2 separate regions of the Mus musculus genome follow, and region 2 is linked to region 1. A link is a contact called in public HiChIP or PLAC-seq data. All regions are on one chromosome and are shown on one strand. The core of a region is the stretch at or near the end of the contact, and the rest is flanking DNA. Distances in the headings are between cores, read along the strand shown.

The links. HiChIP or PLAC-seq counts read pairs in DNA pulled down with a chosen protein or histone mark.
Region 2: an H3K27ac HiChIP or PLAC-seq map of microglia shows a contact between it and region 1, with 3 times the contacts expected there. The contact joins two enhancer-like sites. A contact is called at or near these places in 2 of 484 Hi-C or Micro-C datasets (the HPC-7 cell line and embryonic stem cells) and 2 of 115 datasets of contacts at active chromatin or transcription factors (the SCID.adh cell line and microglia).

The regions. Positions count from the first base shown.
Region 1 is chr1:180,301,699-180,305,149 of GRCm38.p6, forward strand. Gm39713 (a long non-coding RNA gene) reads right to left here. Exons shown (of 4, transcript XR_865777.2): 4 at 1,504-1,556. Among named protein-coding and RNA genes, the nearest start is that of Gm39713, 5.6 kb to the right of the region's middle. Within about 2 kb of position 1,258, at least 74 of the 459 cell types and tissues checked have an H3K27ac peak or open chromatin away from gene starts, as enhancers often do. A contact at or near this core is called in the HPC-7 cell line, the SCID.adh cell line and microglia, where this site is marked.
Region 2 is chr1:180,538,960-180,542,993 of GRCm38.p6, forward strand. The region is part of intron 3 of Gm31986 (a long non-coding RNA gene); the gene reads right to left. Among named protein-coding and RNA genes, the nearest start is that of Parp1, 28 kb to the right of the region's middle. Within about 2 kb of position 2,537, at least 86 of the 459 cell types and tissues checked have an H3K27ac peak or open chromatin away from gene starts, as enhancers often do. A contact at or near this core is called in the HPC-7 cell line, the SCID.adh cell line and microglia, where this site is marked.

The DNA of each region.
Region 1 (3,451 bases), core at 8-2,507:
TAACTAAGAAAGGCTGGTTATAATTACACTCCACAGAGTCAGGTATATAGGGCTGTAACCTATAATCCCAGCACTTAAGAGGCAGGAAGATCACCCTCAAGTTCAAGGTCAGCCTGGTCTACATAGCGAGTTCCAGATCAGTCAGGACTACCTAGTAAGGCCCTATTCCAAAAACAGAAAGATTCCCTTCCACCTTTGCCTTTCAGTCTTATATATAAGACAATCAGTGGGGCTGTAGCTCAATGCTAGAGACCTCCCTTGCATGTATCAAGCCCTAGGTCCAATCCTCAGGCCGGAAAAACAAGCTATATAGACAATTAGGACAGGAGACAGACCCATGTCTCAGAATTGTCCCAAATGTCGGTGGAAAGGAGTCACACATTTTGCACAGGAGACGGGAAGAGTCTGAAAGCACACACCACCCGGTCTACAAATCTAGCCCTGCCTCTTTACACAGTCATTGACGAAAGACGGACTGTGTGGTAAACGGCTGCTGGTCCACAGGAACCAGCCTGGTCTGCAGGGACTACTCTACAAAGTCTTTGATGAGACATTCAAAATTTTTTCTCTGTGGATCCTGTGGCCTGCAAGGTGGCTTTCCTGGCCATGGTGGGCATGATGGGGTAGACAGGGAATGTTTGATGGGGGAGGCAGGCAGCACAGCCTTGTGCTCTAAGGACAAGCTTTCCCAAGAGGAATGTAACATGAATGCTGTTCTAGTCACACCCAAATCCTGGGCAAAGGTTCCCTGCTGTGAAAACTGCAGCAAATCGTCTCCCAAAGGGCAGCCACCAAGACCGGAGTATCGGAGTATCACTGCTGTCCCTGCTCCAGGGGAACAAGAGGACTTCCTTCTTACTTTCTTCACACCCAGAAATGACACAGCCACATCTCTCTGTCGTGCCTATGGTTCCAGCGACTCTAGAGACCAGCCCTAGAGATCAGAGCCCCTTCAAGGCGTCCCTTCAAGTCTCACAAAGGCAGCTCCTGACTTCACTGGACAGCGAGGACTTTTGACTGCATGCTCTGTGGTTTCCTGTTCATCTCATCCATATGAAAGGTGGTGGCTTATCACAACAGCGTCAAGATGGGAAATACATTTTTATGCAAGCCAAGGCCAAAGCTGAGGAGCTGGGGGTGGGGGGCAGGGCTAAGGAGATGAGGGGGAATGGGAAGTTCAAGGCTGACACACTGCAGGCCAGAGAAGCAGCCTTCGCTCTTTTCCGGCCCTAAGAATAAAAACTCCCTGATAGGGCGGCGTTCTTCTTCCCTATTATGGACATGTGGTTTGGACCTGGAGAACAATTGTTCCCTATAAACAGAGGTGGGCAGCCCTGCTTTCCCTTCCTTTTCCTTTGAGAGTCATACAGGCTGATGTGGCCCTAGACACCCTCCAACTACAGATTACACTCTGTTTGAATTAATAAAACCTTGTTGGGTTTATTGCTGGTTTTAGGGCTCAGTCCCTTATTTGGCTTTGAAAAAGGATACATCTCTGCTGATTCATAGCTCCCCTATTGTACTGGACACATGAAGGATATAAGGACACCCGGAGCCTGGGAACAAGGGGACAAAAGAATCAAATGACAAAGTGAAGGGGTGGAAGCCATTGATGCCACCCTGAGTCTGTCCCTGTGTGCCTAAGCACAAATGCTCATTAAATGACACTTCTGTTGATAAGAAGGGGCTTCTGGGGGCTGGGAGTTTATCCAGGTACACGGTGTTAATGTAGAGAGAGGTCCACGGATGATGGGGGGGGGCTTTGTAGTCACATAAGGATGGGCTAAACTAACCAGCTCTTTGTGTACCCCAAGGATCACTGTCCCCTCTGAACCTCAGCTTCCTTACTTGCAAAGCCAGATGAAGAACACAGAGGAAAGGGGTGGCCAGTGGAACACAGCAGTGCAGGGAGGGGGCCTTTGGGGGAGACTGGCTGGCAAGCCAGCAAGTGACCCCTTAGGGTCACAGCTAACCAGGCAGAGGCACCACGGGTTAGATTCAGTCACTACGGGTAGTACCGGCTTTGTAATCTGATTTCACACTCTATCAGAACACCCTGTTTTCAATAGGTTAATTAATGTTAGTCTGACTCATAGATGAGAGACTACCCTGTCACTGATGCAAATGAGACATTTTGGCCTCTGGAAAACCCTGTGCTCTGAGCACTCTTAGTTGATGGGGAAGCACGGAGGAAATGTGGTTGAGAATCAGTGAGACTAGATGGTGCTAATTAAATGAGATGGTCTATTAGCTGCTTACGTCACAGTTCTCTTCCCTATACATCACACCAAACAACTTTCCTTTCCTGTTGTTGAGTGTCCGTTCATTCACTTTCCCCTTCTATGCATACTTCTTAACAATGCTCAAATTTTTAATCTAGAATCGTGGGCACACTCACTGACCCATAGGTATCTATGAGACAAGTGCCACTTGCAAGTTCTGTTCTTCTCTAGCTATAATAATAATAATAATAATAATAATAATAATAATAATAAAAGATACTTATCCCATACCCCAGACAAACCATCAGTGAAGGCAGATGTATGACTTCATCTGACCCCGTTAGATCTTGAGAATCTTATTGGGTGTATAGAGGTGGAGCACTCTCCTTTGGTCGGGCCTCTGTAGTTTGTAGATTTGAACCTGAAATATGGTTAGCAGCCAACTTGCCTCTCTAAGGATGTAGTTGAGGAAGACAGGACCCAGAAAACCATGGGCAATAGGCCTGGAGTTCTGATCAAGCTCTTTATGTAGCCCACTTCTCCTAAACAAATGCTTCCCAAAGGGGAGGGGAGAGAGAATCTGCCATCCACCTAACTTCAAGCCTGCGGACTTAGGCCAGGAATAGACCACATAACCTGCTTTTTTACTTGATAGAATTCACCTCTCTGCTCCTCCAGGTCTCCAGCTGCTTCACTTCAGGTCCAAGGGCTTCCCAGCCTCTGTAGTTGTGGAGACCAACACCTGCTAATATGTCTGCCCTATTTCCCTGATGATCTCCTGCTTCCTGAGCCCACATGTACAGCCATCCCCTGGAGACCTCTGACCCACACAGAATGGGCCAGAGAAAAAGTTGCTAGTTGCTGAGGCTCTGTCCACTGCAGATGGGAAACAGTTGCATCCCTCCACAACAGCTCCTGTGGGCTGTGTATGTGTTTGTCAGTGAGCTCCGTGGTCTTGCTTTGTACCTATAGTGAGGCAGAACATCACAGCAAAAGCCTAAGACTGAAGTATCAAGTATTCTGTTCACCTCATGATAGCCAAAGAGAATGATGCAAAGAGTGTCATTTTATACTAAAAACACACTTTAAGCTTTAAAAAACAAAAACAAGGAAAACACCAGGCAACTAAGAACAACAACTGTCTTTGGCTACAGGGTTCAGGTACCTCAAGGAACGTGCCCTGCAGTGGCCTAACTTCTCACTGGGTTAAAATTTCTGCTACTTCCCCA
Region 2 (4,034 bases), core at 1,287-3,786, 240 kb after region 1:
TTGGAATGAACTACAATCCAGAATTGGAAGGCTCACCAGTGACCCTTATCTGGAGGCTTGGAGATAGAAGTTTCTGATCTGGATCTTGGTATGGAGATCTTGAGGCATAGTGGCTATGGATTCCAGAAGATTAAATCTCTGAGTTCAAGGTCATCCCGGATTAAAGGTGTGGTGGAAAAAAGGGAGTCTCGCTCTTGTTTCTTTGCCTGCTTGCTGTGTGAGACTGAGTAACTGCTAGCTAGATCCTTGGACTTCTATTCACAGCTACTACTGAACCATTGTTGGGAATTGGCCTCAGACTGTAAGTCATCAATAAATTCCCTTACTATATAGAGACTACCCATAAGTTCTGTGACTCTAGAGAACCCTGACTAATACAAGTGTGTACACTTTCTTATTGTGGAACAATGATAGTTCGAGGCTGGGGAGATGGCTCTGTGGGTGAGGGCCCCTGTAGCATAAGCATGAGGACCTAAGTTCGAATCCTCAAAACAAGTGTCCTAGTTTGTTTCCCAATGCTTTGATAAAAGGATCAGAGGAAGAAAATGTTTGACTTACCACCTACATCATGATCCAACACTGAGGGAAGTCAAGGCAGGAATCTAAAACTAGAACCTGGAGGCAGGAACTAAAACAGAGACCATGGAGGAACGCTGCTTACTGGTTCACCCTGCCTCCTTCCTTACACAGCTCAGGACCCAGGAATGGCAGTGCTCACAGTGAACTGGGCCCTCTTATATCGATTAGTGATTACGAAAATGCCCCTTCCGAGATGCCCACAGGCCAGTCTGACAGAGGCAGCTCCTCAACTGAGATTCTGTCTTTCTAGATATGTCAAGTTGATAACTAAAGCTAAGTAGGACACCATGTTTTTAAAAAGCTGGACATGATGGGGGCTGGTGAGATGGCTCAGCGGTTAAGAGCGCCGACTGCTCTTCCAAAGGTCCTGAGTTCAAATCCCAGCAACCACATGGTGGCTCACAACCATCCATAATGAAATCTGATGCCCTCTTCTGGTGTGTCTGAAGACAGCTACAGTGTACTTACATATAATAAATAAATAAGAAAGAAAGGAAAGAAAGGAAAGAAAGGAAAGAAAGGAAAGAAAGGAAAGAAAGGAAAGAAAGGAAAGAAAGGAAGGAAGGAAGGAAGAAAGAGAGAAAGAAAGAAAGAAAGAAAGAAAGAAAGAAAGAAAGAAAGAAAGAAAGAAAGAAAGAAAAGAAAACAAAAGAAAAAGATCTGGGCAGTGGTGGTGCATGCCTTTAAAAAAAAAAAAGCTGGACATGGGAGACTACAAAGAAGCCTCAGCCCTCTTCCAGAGGGTCCAACTCTGGTTCCCATCTCCATGTCAGGTGAGCCTTAATTATGTAGCTCTAGATCCAGGGGCTTCAATGTATTCTTCTGACCTCTGCAGGAATCCACACACATGTGACATATATCCACACAAACACACATAAATACACATAAGTAAATAAAAATAAACCTTAAAAAAATCCAGGCATGATCATAAGTGCATATAATGCCAGTGTTGAGGACAGAGACAGACAGATCCCAGGAGTTCACCAGCCAGCAGTGAGTGGCAGGGTCAAGAGAGACCCAGTCTCCAGGGTAAGGCAGCAAACAATAGAACAAGTCACCTCATGTCCTTCTTTTGCCTTGACATGATGTGTGCATCTATACACACAATGTGCAGACAGACAGACACACACACACATACACACACACACATACACATACACACACACACTAGCTTTGTTTAAAAAATAAATTAAACCACACTGAAATACTCTTTACCTATCAGAATGACAGAATTCTAAACACTTGGTCACATAGCCTGTTGGTAAGCAAGGGAAACAGCGCTCTTGCTGCTTGTAATTTTGCTTGTGGTAATAAAAGCAGGTTGTTTATAGAAGACAATTTCCCAAATCAATCAAATCTGGAACTATGTGTTCCACTGACTTAGCAATTACATTTCTGGAATGTATGCTACAGGAATAGTGTTCACATGCAAAAAACAAATTATGTACAAGGTTTTCCATTGCAATACAGCAAAATTCTGGAAACAGCCTAAAGGCCCAACAGTCCTGCTTATTACATCCCTGTTGCTATAATAAATACCCTGACAAAAGCAGCTTAGGGAGAAAAGGTTGATTCTGGCTCATACTTTGAGGTTATAATCTATCATATAAGTATCAAAGGATCAATTTAGTGTATTTTTGTATTACATTTTGTTAGAATGTTTCACTTTTAAAGGGGGGGTGCCCATCTGAGGTCCCCACCAAGATGGTTTCCTCCAGGGAATTTCCTTGAAGGGCTCCCAGCCTAGGCTGCAGGTGCCTCAGAGCCCCAAGAAGCACAAGGAGGCTGCCAAGAAAGTACAAGCATGTGGCTCCCCAGAGAAACACTTCAATTCTCCTCAGCAAATGTCTCCTTGGGTTTTATGAAAACCTGCCTGCTTTTGACAGGCTAGGGCTGACCAAAGGAAGCTGCTACTCTCTAGGGCTTTGTCTCTGACAACAGATTCTCCCTGGGGACTTCCTGGAGAGCCCCTCTAGGGCACATAACAACCAGACTGCTTTCTAAATAGAGAGCTGATGTCTCTGGTTTCCCCTTCTTCCTGTTACTGCAAACAGGCTCGGTTCAGTCTGCGCCTTGGTCAGCTCCCCATTGTAAAGTCTGGGTTGCATTTACCATCCAAAGGACAAGCTCTTCCCTGTCCTCTCACTTTGTGTAGGCAGGAACAGAAGCCCCAAACTCACTCACTCCTAAGGACCCTCTGGAACCCTGCTTCCTGCCCCAAGTCCAATGTATAACAAAGCTCCCATCTCTGTCAGAGCTCCCGCTTGCCTCCGCTAAAAGGACATGCAGAAGTCTTAAGTTTCAGCTCCATCCAAGTACCACAGCCCAGAGGAGGATGTTCATACACTCAGCAAACCAGAAGAGATGTCCATCCCCACCAGACATAAGCCAACGGCTCCCAACCAAAGACTAATGTCCTTCCATGAGGAGAACCTAATTTGACTTCTCTCCTCGTTCAATGCTGTCTCCAGCAGGGACTCAGCCTTCATTAATATGTGTAGTCTGGAGCCCAGAGCTGCCTGCCAAGCCTCCAGCTAATTGGAAATTGACAGTCTCTGCCTGAGAGAAGACAGGCTCTTCCCATAGTCTCTGGGCCTCCGATTCCACACAGGCTGGAGTCTGCTGCCCAGATCGGGAGTGTTTTAGTCAGGCATTCCGTTGCTACAACAGATACCGGAGAAAATGACTTACAAGGAAGAAAAGATTGTTGCGGCTCATGGTTTCGGGGTTTTAGTTCAGGGTTACTGGGCTCTTAGCTTCTGGGCTCAGAGTGAGGCAGAACGTCCTGGTAGGATTTATAATGAAGTGGAGCAGCTTAGCTCATGGCAGAGAAGCAGAAACAGGAAAAGGGACAAGATATATCTTTCTAAGGCACTCCCTCAGTGGCTCACTTCCTCCAACTAGTTCTGTCTTCCTACTTTTTAATACCTCCTAATTATACTTCCACATTATGAATCCACCAAGAGATTGGTTAATTAGGCCAGAATCGTCACCATTCAAGAGCCTCCCCAAAACCTCTCATCCAGCCACCAAGGCCCCACCAAGTATATGCGCCTCGGGGAAGGCATTCAAAACACAACAGAGGGCGATCCCACTGTAGCCTACGGGACACCATGTGAACATGTGAACGTCTAGAACTTTAAGGCAGCATTACTGTTTTAACATTTCATTTATTGGGGTGGGGGCTCATCATGTACACACACAGAGGTCAGAGGACACTGTGTGGGGAGTCAGTTCTCTCCTTCCACAGTGTGGGCCCCAGGGATCAAACTCAAGTCATCTCTTAATAGCAAGAGCCTTTACCCATTGAGCCGTCTTGTCAGCCCAACTCTAAATTCTTAACCAGGAAGCTAGGGTGATGATTCAGTCATTAGAGTAGCTGCTGCGGTGTAAGTGTAAGGACCTGAGTTATAGAAGCTGGGGGCAATGGCACAGATCTATAACTCTGCTGCTGG